5 separate regions of the Mus musculus genome follow, and regions 2, 3, 4 and 5 are each linked to region 1. Evidence: chromatin contacts called from public HiChIP or PLAC-seq and promoter capture Hi-C data. All regions are on one chromosome and are shown on one strand. Each heading gives the region's core, a stretch centred on a gene start, on an enhancer-like site or on the middle of the called end of the contact. The rest is flanking DNA. Distances are from core to core; before and after follow the strand shown.

Region 1 (2,846 bases), core at 203-2,702:
ACTGTTGGTTTTGTTCTGTGACTTTCAGCTCACTTGAAAAAAAAAAAATCTTATCAAATCACAGAGCTCGGCAGAGGATCAAGAGTTCAAGCCCTGCCTGACCTACATTGCAAGATCCTGTCTCAAACAAAACAAAACTCAATTATTTTGGGGTTTTGGGTGTTTTTCTTGTTTTGTTTCTTGAAGAGGATATTCGGGAGAAAAATAAGATACGTATGTGAAAGGGCTGCCCTTGAGCTCTAAGGGGAAAGGTAAGAATTCTGCTAACAATTTCTGCTCTTCAGCGTGATGTGACGTGCTAAGCTGCACAGGCTGTCCCTGTGCCTGTGGAAAACAGACAATGATGGGAAGAAAGGGGAGAAACCAAAGGAAACGATAGAAGCTTTGCCAGATTTAACAGGGGAGGGGTGATTCCCCCTACAGCACCCCACCCAATCTGGCACCAAGAGTAACGCTTCAATTAGGGTTTCGAAACGCCAGCCCAAGCTAGAATCAGCATAAGCAGGCATCTCGGCCCTGGACTCAGGAAGAGCAAGCCACCCAGCAAGAAAAGCTAGGGTGCTCCACTTGCTGCCGATATTGGCATCGGAACCACCCTCTGCTCAAAAGCCCTGAGCTGGCTCGCTCGGATCAGCACTAGTGACTTCTTCCCAGGACAGCTAGCCTAACAGCACGGTTTTCTCACACTCAAATGTGCCCCTCCTCCTGAGGGGTTACTACTTCATCCCTACTATCTCCCAAGAACCTTACCTCCAGCAACAGCCCACCAACGTACTATGCCTTACAGCATTAAAAATAAGAGTCAGGATGCCCTCAGAACTTTTCCTTTGTCCAGCCTGAAATAAATACCATGCTGAGCCCTCCTCCCTCTGGGGCCAGTGCAGTAACCTGGGATCCCAGCACACACTGGTGTGCACACAGTCTCTGGCTCCGGACTCTACTGCGGAGCAGAAATAGGGCCCACGGGCGCCAGTGTGCGGCGATCTCCGCGAAGAGTCCTCCAGAGCACCTACCATAACTACCCTCTCAAAGGACCCTCAAGTCGCCTGGCACCATTGCCTCTGCCACCTTCTTGACATCCAACTCGTCACAGGTGTCCCTCAGCTAAACATCAACACCCCCACCCTTCACCTGGTCCACCTTAGCCATGGGCTTCCCTCCCGAAAACACTCAACTCCTTGCAAACAAACCTCTTTGAGACCCCCCTCCAACCAGGCCTCGACCGCCCCAGACCCCCAAGCTAGCCCAGAAGCCCTCCCCTTACCTGCGGGGGCTCAGCCCTCACTGACAGGGGGCTGGGCAGCGCCTGGAGGAGCAGGAGCGCCATGCCACCCAGGAGCCTTCTCCTCTCCATCCCCCTCCTGCTCCTGCTCCTCCGCCACGGCGCCGCCACCCCTCCTCCTCCCTCTCTTCTTCCCTCTGCTTCCTCCTTCCCTTCTTTTCCTGTTTCGCTCTGCCCTCCCGCTTCCGGCTCGGCTCCACCCCGCCCCAGGCAAAGGGCCCGCCCAGATGCAGGGGAGGGTCTCCAGCTCCCGCGCCTCATTGGCTCCTACTTTCTGTCCATTGGTCAAAAGAACTGTGAGTCAAATACCAGTCCCAGCCACCCTCGTGCTAGGTGATTTGGCCAATGAAAAGTGGGAGGAAGCTGGGCCATCTTGAATGCTGCGAGGTGCAGAAAAGTGCAGAGCGCCCCGCCCCGCAGAGAGTGGCGGAAGTAACAGGAGCTAGGGACACGACCACCCGGATGCATTGAAAAGGTTTACAGTATTTCAGTCATTTTGAGTGTGGCGGAAATGTTATGTTCCCACAGTTAAGTGGAGGTAAAAGAAAGAAAGAAAAAAAAAAGTGGTGAGGTATAATGATTCTAAAGCGTGCTTCCAACTGCAGTCTATAAGCCTTTGGTGCTTTTTGTATTAAAATAAGTAGAGGTAAAAGAAAGAAAGAAAAAAAAGTAGTGAGATATAATGATTCTAAAGCGTGCTTCCAACTGCAGTCTATAAGCCTTTGGTGCTTTTTGTATTAAATTACAGGAAGCCCTATTATCAGGATCCTTTTTCCAAGCTCACTACCCAAGCAGCAGCTTTGAGTCATTTGAGTCCCCTATTAAATAGCACCTCTCTTAGCGATAGTGCTCTGCTACCCCCAAGTTTCAAGGACAAAACTCTTCAGACCCTACTCAGAAATAGCTCTGAGACCCACCAATCATTGCTTCATCCATGTTATCTTCCGGCTAAATGAAAATGGCTTCCCTTTGCCCCTCCACACACCGCAAGGACAATACTAGTCCACACAAACCCACACATCACCATGTAGCTGCTTCAATTTGAGAATTCTTGTCCAACAGGGCAGGAGGATGTATCACTCTGTGGTAAATGGCTTGCATGGGCAAGGCCCTGAGTTCAGACCCTGGTATGGGCCATAAGGAACAGAGAAAGGGAAGAGATAGAGGGAGGAAGAGAGGGAAAAAGAAAGAAAAAATTACACTTCAATTAGTTACAGGATGTACTTGGCTAGTTTTTGATGTAGGGTCTCTTCCTGTTGTCCATACAAGCCAGAAACTAGGTAACTCAGGCTGTCCTCAAAGTTGTGTTAGTAGTTCCCATGCAAAGCCCTCCTGCTCATTATAACTGCTGTTCAACACCTTACAGGCCAACTCAACTAAATGGATAAGGGTTTGGCAGCGGGTGGGGGTGTGGCTGCTGCCGAACCGACCTTGGCTTTCTAGGAGGGACAGTGAAAGTGTTCTGGATTACAGTAGTGACAACTGTAGCACTTTGTGACTGGACTGAACGTTACTAAACCATACAATTTAAAGGGCTGGATTTGGCTAGGTGTGGAGGTGCATA
Region 2 (2,846 bases), core at 162-2,661, 580 kb before region 1:
GAGGGTGCTGGATGGGCCATAGACAGCAAACCCTCCCGATAACGTTCCATCTGTTTGGAAGCTCCCTTCCCCTCTTTCTAGGGTTCAGACCAGATACTTTGTCTTTGGATGCACAAAACAAACAAACAAACAAATAAACAAACAAAACCAAACAACCTGACTCAGACGGTGCAAAAGATCACCCACTTGCAAAGACCCCGGGAGCACGCGTCTGCCCTTCTAGTCCTGAATCTCTAAGACCCTCTGCTTGGAAATGCAACTAGTGCTTCCAGCGGGATCTCCCCCAGCCCTAGGCAAATGCAAAAAAGACCACAATGACTCTCTTGGGAGGCTCATCTGGAAAAACCTAGGTTTCCCTCCACACTGCCCTATCCAGCCGGCAAATGTTTTTCCCACCTCTTCTCACCGCTTAGCATCACTGGAGGGGACTCCAGTGACGTTGCCAGGGCAGATAAGGAGAATTGCGCAGACCCCCACCGACCGCCATCCTCCCTCATCTCCACCATCAGCACCGGTCAGCTGCCACCACAGCCCACCTCCACTGTCAGAAGCGCCTCTCCCGCCCTCCAAATGCACACAACAGGTGGCACCTGCCGGTCGTCCCCAACCGCACCCCTGCCCACCACTCCACCTGCGCCGCAACCCTCCCTGCAATTGCTCCCCGGTCAGCGAAGCCTACCTTTGAGGTTCTGGGGGTGGCCCCGCGACGCGCGGCTCGGGTTTCCTCGCTGCAGAGAGGAGACACTGGAGAAGTTGTTACCCATGGCATCGGCCCCCCGGGGGTGCTCCGGCGGGAGCCAGGCAAGGCTGGGCAGGAGCGGAGGAAAGGTGTGCAAGTGTGTGCGCGCGCGGGTGCGCGCTGCCAGGGGAGGGCCCTGGCGGGGCTGCGACCGGGGGCGGGCGGTTTGCTGTCTCCGGCTCTCCCTGGGCTTGGCGGTCTTCGCTCGGCGGGTCCTGCCCGCCGTGGGGGTCCTCGCGCCACCCGGCTACCGGGCTCCCATGCCCCGCGCCCGGGGCGGCCCGGCCCCTGGGCCCCGGCCCGCGGCGCGAGCCGCTGCGCTCTGCCTGGTGCTGGAGCTCGGATTCCGGCTGCGGGTGGGCGGCGCAGCGGCGGCGCGCTCCCCGCGGGCCATAGAGTCGGGGCTCGGCGCGCGGCTGCTCGGAGGCTCGTCGGCGGGCTCGGTCCCCGCCCGCGGGGACGGCCGCGGCGACGTGCGTGGCGCCCTCCCGCCCGCGGGTGAGCTTGCAGCGCCCGGCTCGTGTGGACCGCCCCCGCTCCCGCCAGGTCCCTCCCGAGGCCGCCGCCCCCAACCCCCGCCCTAGCGTCGCCAGGACTCCGGGGCTCCGGTTGTTATGGCGACAGCTGCGCAGGTTAATGAGCGTCTTAGTGACACGCGCGCGCCCGCTCTGCCAGATGTGGGTCTCGGGGCGCGCCGCGTTCCCGCTGGCTATAAGTTCTCGAAGGCGCGCGGGACCCAGGGTTGGGGGCGGCACTGCTCCGGACCTGACGTCAGGAATAGATGGGAGCTTCGGAGGTTGAGCGTCTCCCTGTCCTGGGACATAGAACCTGAAAACAAGAGGAAGAGGACCGCCACAACGCTGGGAGCCCCGGAGCCAGGGCGTGGCGAGGTAGCCCTAATGGAGGCTCCCTAGCACGGGATTCAGGGCCTGGCACGTGTTAAAACGCTCAGGAGTGAGTGGATAATGAATTAAGACAATTGAGATCAGGAATACAGTCACCTCCCCTTCGCTGTAGTTGGAACTTCCAATCAGAACCCCAGTCAGACCATTTCCTGACTGTTCAAACATCCTTTGCATGTTCAAGAACGGAGAACCACAAGACCAGAAGCAAGCCGATGGGACCCAGCTCAGGTACAAACCATGAGAGAGATATCGGTTCCAAGTTGAATTATTCTGTCAGCTGGAAAACTAAGAGATTGGGGAAGGGATAGAGGGGGTGCTATAGCCTATAGTAGACCAAGGTGGCTTCCTCGAGGAAGGGGGCAGTCTGTAAATGTCCTGTTCACGTGACTCTTCCATCTGTGTAGCTCAGCACTGCTACCTGCAGGAGGGACCAGGAAGTCATCTTGGATCTGGGGCGGTTATTTCTCCCAGTGTATCATGGGGGAGAAGACAGTCCGTCTGTCCATCTCACACCTTCATCAGCCTTGCTGCTTCTCGGGGCCATCGCTCACTCTAACCGGACTTTCCCAACTCGGATCCAGAGTGAGCCCTGGGTCATGAGTGGGACACAGACATCTCCTCCATCCTTTTCTGGAAGTTTCTCCATAGGACCCATCCTCAATGTGTAGGCACAGCTCTTTCCTGACCACCCCAGCTAAGCATCTCTGCCTCTCTCTATCATTCTCCATAGGGTCATCCCATTCTCTTCGTGGCTTTTATATGACTTTGCCTAAAAGTAGCCTTTTCTGCTTGGTTAGATTCGGCTTCTCTTGATAGAGAATAAGCTTGCTGAGGGGAGAGTCGGCCAGCCACTTTCCTCACAGTGTTCTAGCTCCCAGGGCAGGGACATGCGGATTCTCAGAAGTATTTGTACAGTGAATGGATCCCCATGCCTGCCAGCAGTAAAATCCTACTGTGATCTTTAGACATCATCTCTGATCCCCTTTAGCCCCCTGTCCTGCCTTTTACTCTCCTCTGATTGCACATGTTATATCCTTAAGTTTCAGAGACTCCAGGCAAGCTAGAAATACCTGTGAAAGGTATGCTCTGGTGTTTGAGGAGAAAGACAACCAGGCCCCCAGTCCCAGCCCCAGCCCCAAGCCTCTGGGGTGCCTGGGATCAGGTGCTGACTGGCTACAGAATGGTCAGGGACTGGTGTCTTA
Region 3 (2,846 bases), core at 219-2,718, 550 kb after region 1:
TTTTTTTTTTTTTGTCAAGTCCTTCTATGCCCTTGGTGGGGACGGGGACGACGGCAGGCGGCGTAATCCCGAGGAGCTCCCCATATTCTAAACACTGGGGGAGGGGTATTCTCATTCCTAGGCACGCCCTCCTTTCAATCATCAGACTCTACTACCATGGTCTCTTGCTCCTTAGCCAAAAAACAAAAACAAAAAAAAACAAAAAAAACCCCTAAGGTTGGGATATGTGGTCTCATGGCACCTTAACCTCCACCTTTGTAACTCTCCCCTGGACAGTCAAGCCAGCTGTGCAAACTCCTAAATCGGGGTAGGGAAATCAAACACCTTTTTCAAACAATCCCCATTTTAGCAACAAAGGGAAGAGGGAAGCCAGTGTAACCAGTCTAGTTCAGATACCTTAGACAGGGAATACCAGCCCCCAGAATCTACCCAGGGAATACACCACGAAGCTTAAGAGAAGCTAAGGCTTGGGGGACACCCCCCCCCCGAACTCCTTCTAGCAGCTCCCCTCCTCCCTGCTAATAGGTATTTCCTGTTTATGAGGCAGCTAGGGCTGGGCTTTGGAGAAGGGATGGAAGAGTTCTTCCCTTCCATGGGTTGGGTTGAGGAGTCCTTGAGGACTGCCTGAAGGTTGGGAGGGTTCTCCCTTTGGAAGATAGACTGACTGTCCAGGATGCCCCACCCCCAACCCTCCCCGCGGCCTCTGCCCCTATGGGTAGGGGGCACTGAAGGAGTAGGTTTCCTGTTCTCCACCTCCAAAACAGGGAGCTGCTTCCAGGGGGCGGAGGATGGGGGTGGGTGGGTAGAAGGCTCCAGGGCTGGAAGAAGAAAGTGGGGGAAGGGAAGTGTCTTAACTGGTGCGTCAGAGCCTGCAAGAGGAAAGGATGGCTTTGGTAGTGCTCCCCCCCTTCCCAGCCTAATGGTCATACCACAGCCCTTGTGTCCCCTTGCAAAATGCGGACCTCAGGCCCTTAGGCGGGGGAGGGTGGGGTCCCTTCTTAATTAACCCTTTTAGCTCTAGTCCCAACTGGTTTAGCAGGCATGGTCTGGTTAATTTAGAAAGGGGATGAGTCTAGGGGTTGCTCTGAGAATTAGGAGAGTGCTCCTTTTCCCACCCAGCTTCGGGTGGAGCGCGCCACACAGGGTCTCCGCAAAGAGCACAGGCAGGGGTCAGCGCCCCATCCCTCCCGGGGGTGGAGAGAGGGTACACCTCACTACCCACCCAGGCTCCGCCTCCCCCAATCCCCGCTCCCGCTCAGCCACGCTCCCAACCCCGCGCACCCGGAGGACGGACGCCGAGCGTGAGGCTTCGCCTCCTCCCGCTCCCCGGCGCCCGCCCTCGCCGGGGTCTCTGCCTCCGTCTCGTTTTTTAAGAGCTGCGTCACACGCATGCCGTTCCCGGGAGCGCTCCCTGCCCCTCGCCGCGCGGCGCACGCACGTCGCCGCTCGCGCCGCGCTCGCCCGGGTCACTTTGACACGGCTCTCCCCTCCCACTACCAGGACAATTAGCATATTAATAAAGCCCGGCCCAGCCCGACTCTGGCCGGAGAGCCGGCGCTTGCGAGAGGGAGAGGACGCGCGAACGAACGGGAGCGAGCGCGAGGGCGGCGGCGGGGAGGGCGGCGGGAGCGCACAGACACGCACACGCACACGCGCACACACGGACACACACTCCGGGGACGCACACCCGCGCGTACACACGCAGAGGCAGCTCGCCTTCCTGCCTGGCTTCCTTCCTGTCTGCTCCGCGCCTGACAGGCCCCTCGCTGCAGGCAGGGGCGGCCCGCACCGGGCAGAGGCCGGGCCGGGCCGGCGGCGCGGGCATCGGGGGCCGCGGGCGGCGGCAGCGGCTCATGCCCGGCCTGTCCCTGCGAGGGGCGGGCATCGTGACTCGGCTGGGCCCCCAGCGGCGGGCGATGTGAAGATGTCAGTGGGCTGTGCCTGTCCTGGTGAGTGGGTCTCGAGGCCGCCTGGCCCCTCCCTCCCTTTCGGCCCCCTAACCCCTGGTTTGGAGAGGATTTGTATGTGGGGGGCATCGAAGGCATGGTGGGGGTCGGGGGCTGTATAGAGTTAGAGGGGCCTCGATCGGGGCCGGGTTTTCTCATCTGTATAAATACGCAGCAGCCCAGCGGCACGGGAAGGGGGTGCTAAGGATGGCTTGTAATTTTTTTTTGAGGGGGGGGAGGCTAACTGGGGAGGGATGGGGGGGGACTGAAATTCCCAGAATTCCAGGGTGTTAGCCAATCAGAAGTGACTTTGGACTTTTGACCCCCCCCTCAGGTCATCGTAGAGTTCTGATTGGCTGATTTGGGTTTCCCCCCCTTCCCTGCTGTTTATTGCCTCTTACATATTTTGTGACATTCCCCCCCTCGGGCTGTTTCTTAGGATGCTGTTTGGGGGAGGAGTTGATTGGAGCCCATCTTACCCCCCTTTAACTTTTCCTGTCTGTTGCCAGGGTAGGTTGGCCCTCCTGAGGGACAAAAAGCACTCCTAGGGGGTGTCAGATAATTGGGCCCTTGGGTCTGCTATCTCAGTCTTCGTGGGAGGGGGAGTGTAGCAGTTCCAGGTAGGCCGTGAAGTTAAGAGTGGTTTGCAGATTCGAGTTGGGGGAGCAATGCTTGACACCCCCCCCCCAGTGAAAACTTGAGGACTCAAATTCAAATCACAACCCTCTCTAACAGGTATCAGAGCTTGCCAGGGAACACCTGTGTCTGAGAGTGCCTTGAGATTTTTCTTGTACGGTCGGGGTATAAGGCCACAAGTGCTAGGAGGGAACAGTTGAGCCATGTGATGGGAGAGGTTAGTCTAAAGAGAATCCCAGAATATAGTCGGTCCCCTTCCTTATA
Region 4 (2,846 bases), core at 178-2,677, 540 kb before region 1:
AAGGCTCAGAAACAAAAAGGCTTTTTGCTGGCTATAGAGAACAAAGAGCTTCTTTCTGGCTGTATTTTTAGAGATCAGGGAAAACAAGCTTGGGGAACAGCCAGGGGCTTTACCTTCCAGGGAGAAACATTCTAAGTCGGGGTCTCACACACCATGCGTAAAAGCGTGTGGCACGCAGCAGACACTTGGAGCTGTGTGGTTAAGGTGCTCATTCCTTTCGGAACTCATGACTGCTTGCTCTCCTCTCCCCTGAACCCGACCAAGGGATGGGACAGGACAGGAATACTTAGCTGCTGTCTTGTCCAAGAAAAGAAAGTAGAAGTGCAGACAGTTTCTTGTTTCCTGGCCCCATCTTCCAGCCCCTTGGCCTGCCTATCTCAGAGCCCACCTCCACTCTCAGCTGGGACCCAGGTGCCACAGGGAACAGGAAGTTGAACTTAACCCCAGATCCGAATAAAGGGACCAAATGAATACAGACCAAGTGTGTGTGTGTGTGTGTGTGTGTGTGTGTGTGTGTGTGTGTGTGCACGCGTGCACTTGCAGGGTGGGGTGGGGCACCCACAGGGGATAAGGTGCCAGAAAGTGCTCAGAGGAACAGACGTGAGGGAAGCTTTGGTGAGACCTAACTCCAGAGTGGTGGGAGCTCAGGCAAGTCCCCCACCCTGTAAAGTGCTTCTTGGAAAGGCACGGGTACCGATTGCTCTCCATTTATCCCTGCTACACAGACAAGCCAGACTCAGGAGGGTGTGGCTTGTCCCTGCTCAGTGTGAATCCCACTGTCCCAGCCCTGGAGAGCTGATGGCCGTGAAGGCTATCTCTCCCAATCTTAGGAGCCACTGAGGCCATCTTGACACTCTCCCTGTCAGTGGACTTGACTCATGACTTGTGAGCTCCCAGAGACGACTCTAGGGGCAGGCGGTGCAGTTTAAGAGATCCTGTCTCCCTTTAATTTCTACCTAAGACCAGCCTCTGCCTTAGGAGTTCTAGATACCCAGATGGGGACAGTACCTAGGAGTTAGATGGACTATGATGGGAAGGTCCTCTTCTGGGGATGGCAGGTACAGGCAAAGGCAGGATGCGCAGAGAGAGGAGGGGAGGAGGGGACCAGGGTCTTGACCAGGAGTTTGCAATCTGGAGCATCACCATCAATCCTGAACACCCACCTCTCCCCTGACTCTGCAGGGAACTCCTCCCGCAGCTTCTGCCAGGTGGGTGTCAAGTACGGGGGATGTTCTTCTAACTGGCCTGGAGGGCAAGCCTAGGCAAGATCTCCTTGAGGGCCCTGCCTGGCAACTGCCTAGACCTTCCCAGATGGCCCCCGAGGGGTGCTCAGGGTAGAGTCAAGGCAGGGCCAGTAGGGCCAGCCACAGCGGGCCCAGAGGCGGGCTGGGACAGGACGCAGCATCGGAGACCGCTTCTCCACTTCCTCTGTTTCTGCCTCGCGCCGCCCTCAGCAGCCCTCCCTCTTCTGCCTGGCGCCAGGAGGCTGTTTTTCCATTCTCTGGCTAGAAAGTTCCACGCCACTGTTTCTTTCTCTCTCTTTTCTGGAGTTAAATTTGTCTGCAGATGCCTGCACTTCATCTGTAGACGCCTCCAGTTAAGTTTGTTTGTAACTGGGCCCAAAGCTCCGTTGCGTTGCGTTCAAACGCTGGGCCCGGATCCTACGCGGACCTGGGTGCAAAAGCAAAGCCGGCAGTGAACCCCGTGAGGCCACTTTGCCTCGCGGTCAGGAGCACCTTCCCAGTGTCTGCGGGAGCCCACACTGCTGTCAATCCATCAGGAATCCAAGGCCACGGGGGCCTGCAACCAGCCCTAGGTAAGGAGGGGCCCTTTCCTGGAGTGTGCAGCTGTTAAAGGAGCCGGCAGCCTCTAGAGACTATCTGGAGGGAACTCCGGGAAGAACACGGAAATGATGCTTCCCCCACCCCCAGCTGTCTGTCTCCTGTCCTTGGGAAGAGCCCCCCCCCCCCCCATGATAATCTCAGAGGATGGCCGGGTCCCAGCTCTGCTCCATCCCTATGCTATCTGTCAGGCACTGTGTTCCCCATGTGAGGGTGGGTTTAGGATCCCAAGACCACCCCAAGGAGCAAATGGGTGCCTAGCAGCCAAGAAGGGAGGGAGGGAGAAGATGGAGTTGCCTGTTAGCCTGTTTATGGCCAGCAACAGGACAAAGTTCTTTCCTTGTGGGATTATTTAGAAGCTCTGGGCTCTGAACCGGGGAGTCAGACAGTCCTCCCTCCTCCCAGAGCCCACATGGCTCTGCCTGTGCCAGATGGCATCCTCGGCAGAGGCGGCAACAGGAAAAGAGAAGTGAATATAACCCAGAAAGACTTAGCACAGGCTTCCCCTATCTCTCTCCACAGCCTGACCTCTCTCCACTCACAGGCTTCATCTGGCTTGGAGAGCTGTTTCTTTTGGTGTCCCCCCCACCGCACCCCACCCCACCCAGTGCCTGTTCTCCTGATGGGGGTGGACATGGGGCCACACCCTGACTGTCTCTCTGGCTGTATGGGTGGAGTCTGGGAAGGGAATTGGGGCTAAACTTCCAAAGAGCCTGAGGCCATGGCCTCTTCTGGCACAGAGCCATCTCTGCTGAGGTCATGAAGCAGAAGAGGGCAGATAAGTACAGCGAGCCTGAAACCCCGCTGAAGCTACCTGTGGCTCCTTGGGGCAGAGATTCTGCAGGCTGCTGCATGGAGAAAGCAATAAGGAGAGCAAGGTCTGGAGGCCATGAACAGAGGGAGCTAGTTTAGCTCTGACACATTGTGTCCACTTTCTAAGTATTCTCAAGTCATGGTCAAAATCTCAGCTGGCTCCTCTGGATTTGTCTGGCCTCAGGCAAGACA
Region 5 (2,846 bases), core at 117-2,616, 520 kb after region 1:
ATTGAACTCGGGACCTCTAAAAGAGCAGTCAGTGGTCGTAACTGCTGAGCCGTCTCTCCAGCCCGCTACAGCTTTTCTTAAGGTGCAGAGTAAACATTTTGCTCTTACATAACAGCTGTCACTCACCCCATGTTCCTGTGTGCCTACAATGGAGTTACTACTTTGTGCATTTTTCTCTCAGTGAGTCTCATTCACTCAAAAGCTGTAAATTGGGCTGAGCATGGTGATATACACCTTTAATCCCAGCACTTGGTAGACAGAGACTGAGCTGAGTTCAAGGCCAGTATGGTATACAAAGTGTGCTGCAGGGCAGTAAGGCACTTAGCATGAAGAGGCTGTGACAAGAGGTACAGAAGTTCATATCCATCCTCCACTACACAAGGACTACATGAACTTTGTCTCAAACAAAAGGCTGCTGGGATCATACATGCAGAAAGCCGCAGAGCCTGGCCTAACATCACTACCTGGAGCTCCAAGCTCAGTGCCAACTTAACACAGGCGGACGCTCACTACTCCTAGAGTATACTGAAAGCAACCTATCACCACACTCATTCATTTTTTTCTTTTTAAAAAAATAAGTAAATACAATATGAAGTCCTAGCTATCATTACTTCGCAATTTATCCCTGCACTCACTCATCTTCTTTTGTAAAAACAAACAAGTGTATAAATAGAATCCAAGCCTTCATTACTAAAATCTTTGAGTCTCAGGTAAAACTGCAATTAAGGGTAAGTCCAACAAAAAGTACAGAAGAACCACGCACCGCCAACCCAATGCTCCCGGAGGGATCTAGCGCCACATGTCCTGGGTCACGAGGGACCCATGCCTGTCACCGCTGCAAAAACTCACACCAAGTAAAAGCCGTAATACTCGGAGCTAGCTAGTCAGACATGGTGGAAGGAGACACCGAGACCTCCAGCCTGAGGAAGGTCCGCAGAGAAGCTGGGCAGACAACGGACTGACAGACCCCAGCCCTCGCCTCCTTAACTTCTAAAGCCGACAAGGCCTAGATTAGCTCGGAGAGTCGTCCCACCCCGGCCCGCAGACCAAACCAAGGACTCACAGCGCCGGTCGCTTTTGCAAATTTACTGGCCACCTCCGAGAGTTGGCTATCCCGCAGAAATCTGAGCACAAGGGGATAAAGGTCGCTGGGAACCACGCGGCGCAAGCCGGTATCCGCCATGCTCCGGGTAAAACGCGTCACTACCGTTGCGCACGCGGCACGACTTAAGAACACCAAAGCACAGCCCGGGTCGAGGGCGGGTCCAGTGTCGTCATCAAGTCGCGCGCGGCGCGCAGCGGAAAAGAGTGGCGCACACGAGGTCGCGTACCCTCCACCCGGGAGGAGAGACCCAGACTAAATCTAGAAGTTGCTTCCGGTCCCACACGCGTCATCATCCTGCAGGGGGCGGAGCCCACGAGCCGCCCACTAAGGAGGCGGAGCTTCTACGTCAGATGCCACGCTCCTGTCCGAGGCGGGAAAACTTGCAAATTCCCGCGCATTACCTTTGCTGAATGGGCTTCTTCCTACTGTAGATTTCCAAGCCCTGGCTGCTACTGAGACCTCACAGTACTGAATGGACTAACAATAATGGGTGCACTGGAGAACTCGAGGCTCTTTCAACCCTTCTAGAGGTGTCACCTACTGCTCAAACTCCCACGGACAATGGCTTCCTCCCTCCCTTCACACCCAGTGAAGTCCTTCAGGATACCACCCAGACCCAGACTCAAATCAGAGGATCCTAAAAGTTGTGGTGACAAGGTGTTGGTACCCCACATTGTCTGTCAGTCATAGCTAGGTTACAAGACAGTTATCCTTCCCATCTACAATTCGGAGAACAGGAACACGGGACCATCCCAGGGAAAAGATCAAGAAAAATCCTTTCTTCCTAAAGAAAGAAGTCACAGTGAATTCGGAAAACTTCAGTATCAGCTACTGTCCAGGTCAGGAAGCAATAAAGATGCACTTCCGGTGAATACCTTTCTTTTACTTTCCTCAAAACAGGCGCTCCTTCTAAAAGGACCCGTTATCCTATTTCCCAGAGGTGCTTCTATGCATACACAATCGTTTGTTTGTTTGTTTTGGCTTGTTTTTTTTTTTTCCAAGACAGAAAGGTTTCTCCGTATAGCCCTGGCTGTCCTGGAACTAACTTTGTAGACCAGGCTGGCCTCGAACTTAGAAATCCGTCTGCCTCCCGAGTGCTGGGATTAAAGGCTTGCGCCACCACGCCCGGCCTCAAAATCGTTTTTTTTAAAATACACACACCACCGGGCGGTGGTGGCGTACACCTTTAATCGCAGCACTCGGGAGGCAGAGGCAGGCGGATTTCTGAGTTCGAGGCCAGCCTGGTCTACAAAGTGACTTCCAGGACAGCCAGGGCTACACGGAGAAACCCTGTCTCGGAAAAAAAGAAAAAAAAAAAAAATTCACAAACCAAGATGGTGATCAAAACCAAACTGGTGAGCTTTAATGACACTTAATAGACACTAACCCCAGTTGAGAAAACTTTTATTCTCATAGGTATGGTGGCAAATGATTTTTTTGTTGTTGTTTTGTTTTGTTTTTCCGAGACAGGATTTCTCTGTAGCCCTGGCTGTCCTGGAGCTCACTTTGTAGACCAGGCTGGCCTTGAACTCAGAAATCCGCCTGCCTCTGCCACCCGAAAGCTGGGATTAAAGGCATGAGCCACCACACCCGGAGGCTAATGATTTTAAACCCAGAGTTGAGAGGCAAAAATTGCAGATGTCTGAGAGAGGGAGAAGATAAGAGGGAGAGGGGGGATAGAGAGAGATAAGGAGGTGGAAGGGGAGGAGTTTGACATAGTAACCAGGCCATGATGGCACAC

Evidence for each region. Promoter capture Hi-C pulls out the DNA fragments that hold promoters and counts their contacts. HiChIP or PLAC-seq counts read pairs in DNA pulled down with a chosen protein or histone mark.
Region 2: a promoter capture Hi-C map of hippocampal neurons shows a contact between it and region 1, with 2.5 times the contacts expected there. The contact joins the promoter of Neurl1a here to the promoter of Wbp1l in region 1. A contact is called at or near these places in 3 of 39 promoter capture datasets (the HPC-7 cell line, embryonic stem cells and hippocampal neurons) and 1 of 9 other capture datasets (adipose tissue).
Region 3: a promoter capture Hi-C map of pre-B cells shows a contact between it and region 1, with 4 times the contacts expected there. The contact joins the promoter of Ldb1 here to the promoter of Wbp1l in region 1. A contact is called at or near these places in 3 of 39 promoter capture datasets (cranial neural crest, liver and pre-B cells), 2 of 115 datasets of contacts at active chromatin or transcription factors (bone marrow-derived macrophages and thymic regulatory T cells) and 1 of 9 other capture datasets (pancreatic islet).
Region 4: an H3K4me3 HiChIP or PLAC-seq map of bone marrow-derived macrophages shows a contact between it and region 1, with 4 times the contacts expected there. The contact joins the promoter of Calhm2 here to the promoter of Wbp1l in region 1. A contact is called at or near these places in 6 of 39 promoter capture datasets (the HPC-7 cell line, embryonic stem cells, hippocampal neurons and 2 more), 1 of 115 datasets of contacts at active chromatin or transcription factors (bone marrow-derived macrophages) and 2 of 9 other capture datasets (embryonic stem cells and liver).
Region 5: a contact with region 1 is called in a promoter capture Hi-C map of pre-B cells, with 5 times the contacts expected there. The contact joins the promoter of Nolc1 here to the promoter of Wbp1l in region 1. A contact is called at or near these places in 1 of 39 promoter capture datasets (pre-B cells), 1 of 484 Hi-C or Micro-C datasets (pre-megakaryocyte-erythroid progenitors) and 3 of 9 other capture datasets (adipose tissue, liver and macrophages).

The regions. Positions count from the first base shown.
Region 1 is chr19:46,597,712-46,600,557 of GRCm38.p6, reverse strand. It overlaps Wbp1l (WW domain binding protein 1 like), which reads right to left and starts at 1,452. Exons shown (of 5, transcript NM_001177812.1): 1 at 1,265-1,452. The coding sequence starts at 1,354.
Region 2 is chr19:47,177,385-47,180,230 of GRCm38.p6, reverse strand. It overlaps Neurl1a (neuralized E3 ubiquitin protein ligase 1A), which reads right to left and starts at 1,411. Exons shown (of 6, transcript NM_021360.4): 1 at 680-1,411. The coding sequence starts at 764.
Region 3 is chr19:46,043,933-46,046,778 of GRCm38.p6, reverse strand. Ldb1 (LIM domain binding 1) reads left to right here and starts at 1,468. Exons shown (of 11, transcript NM_001113408.2): 1 at 1,468-1,949. The coding sequence starts at 1,925.
Region 4 is chr19:47,136,875-47,139,720 of GRCm38.p6, reverse strand. It overlaps Calhm2 (calcium homeostasis modulator family member 2), which reads left to right and starts at 1,427. Exons shown (of 3, transcript NM_133746.5): 1 at 1,427-1,816.
Region 5 is chr19:46,074,367-46,077,212 of GRCm38.p6, reverse strand. It overlaps Nolc1 (nucleolar and coiled-body phosphoprotein 1), which reads right to left and starts at 1,366. Exons shown (of 13, transcript NM_001039353.2): 1 at 1,064-1,366. The coding sequence starts at 1,183. RefSeq lists cis regulatory regions at 1,409-1,415, 1,438-1,444 and an enhancer at 1,386-1,457.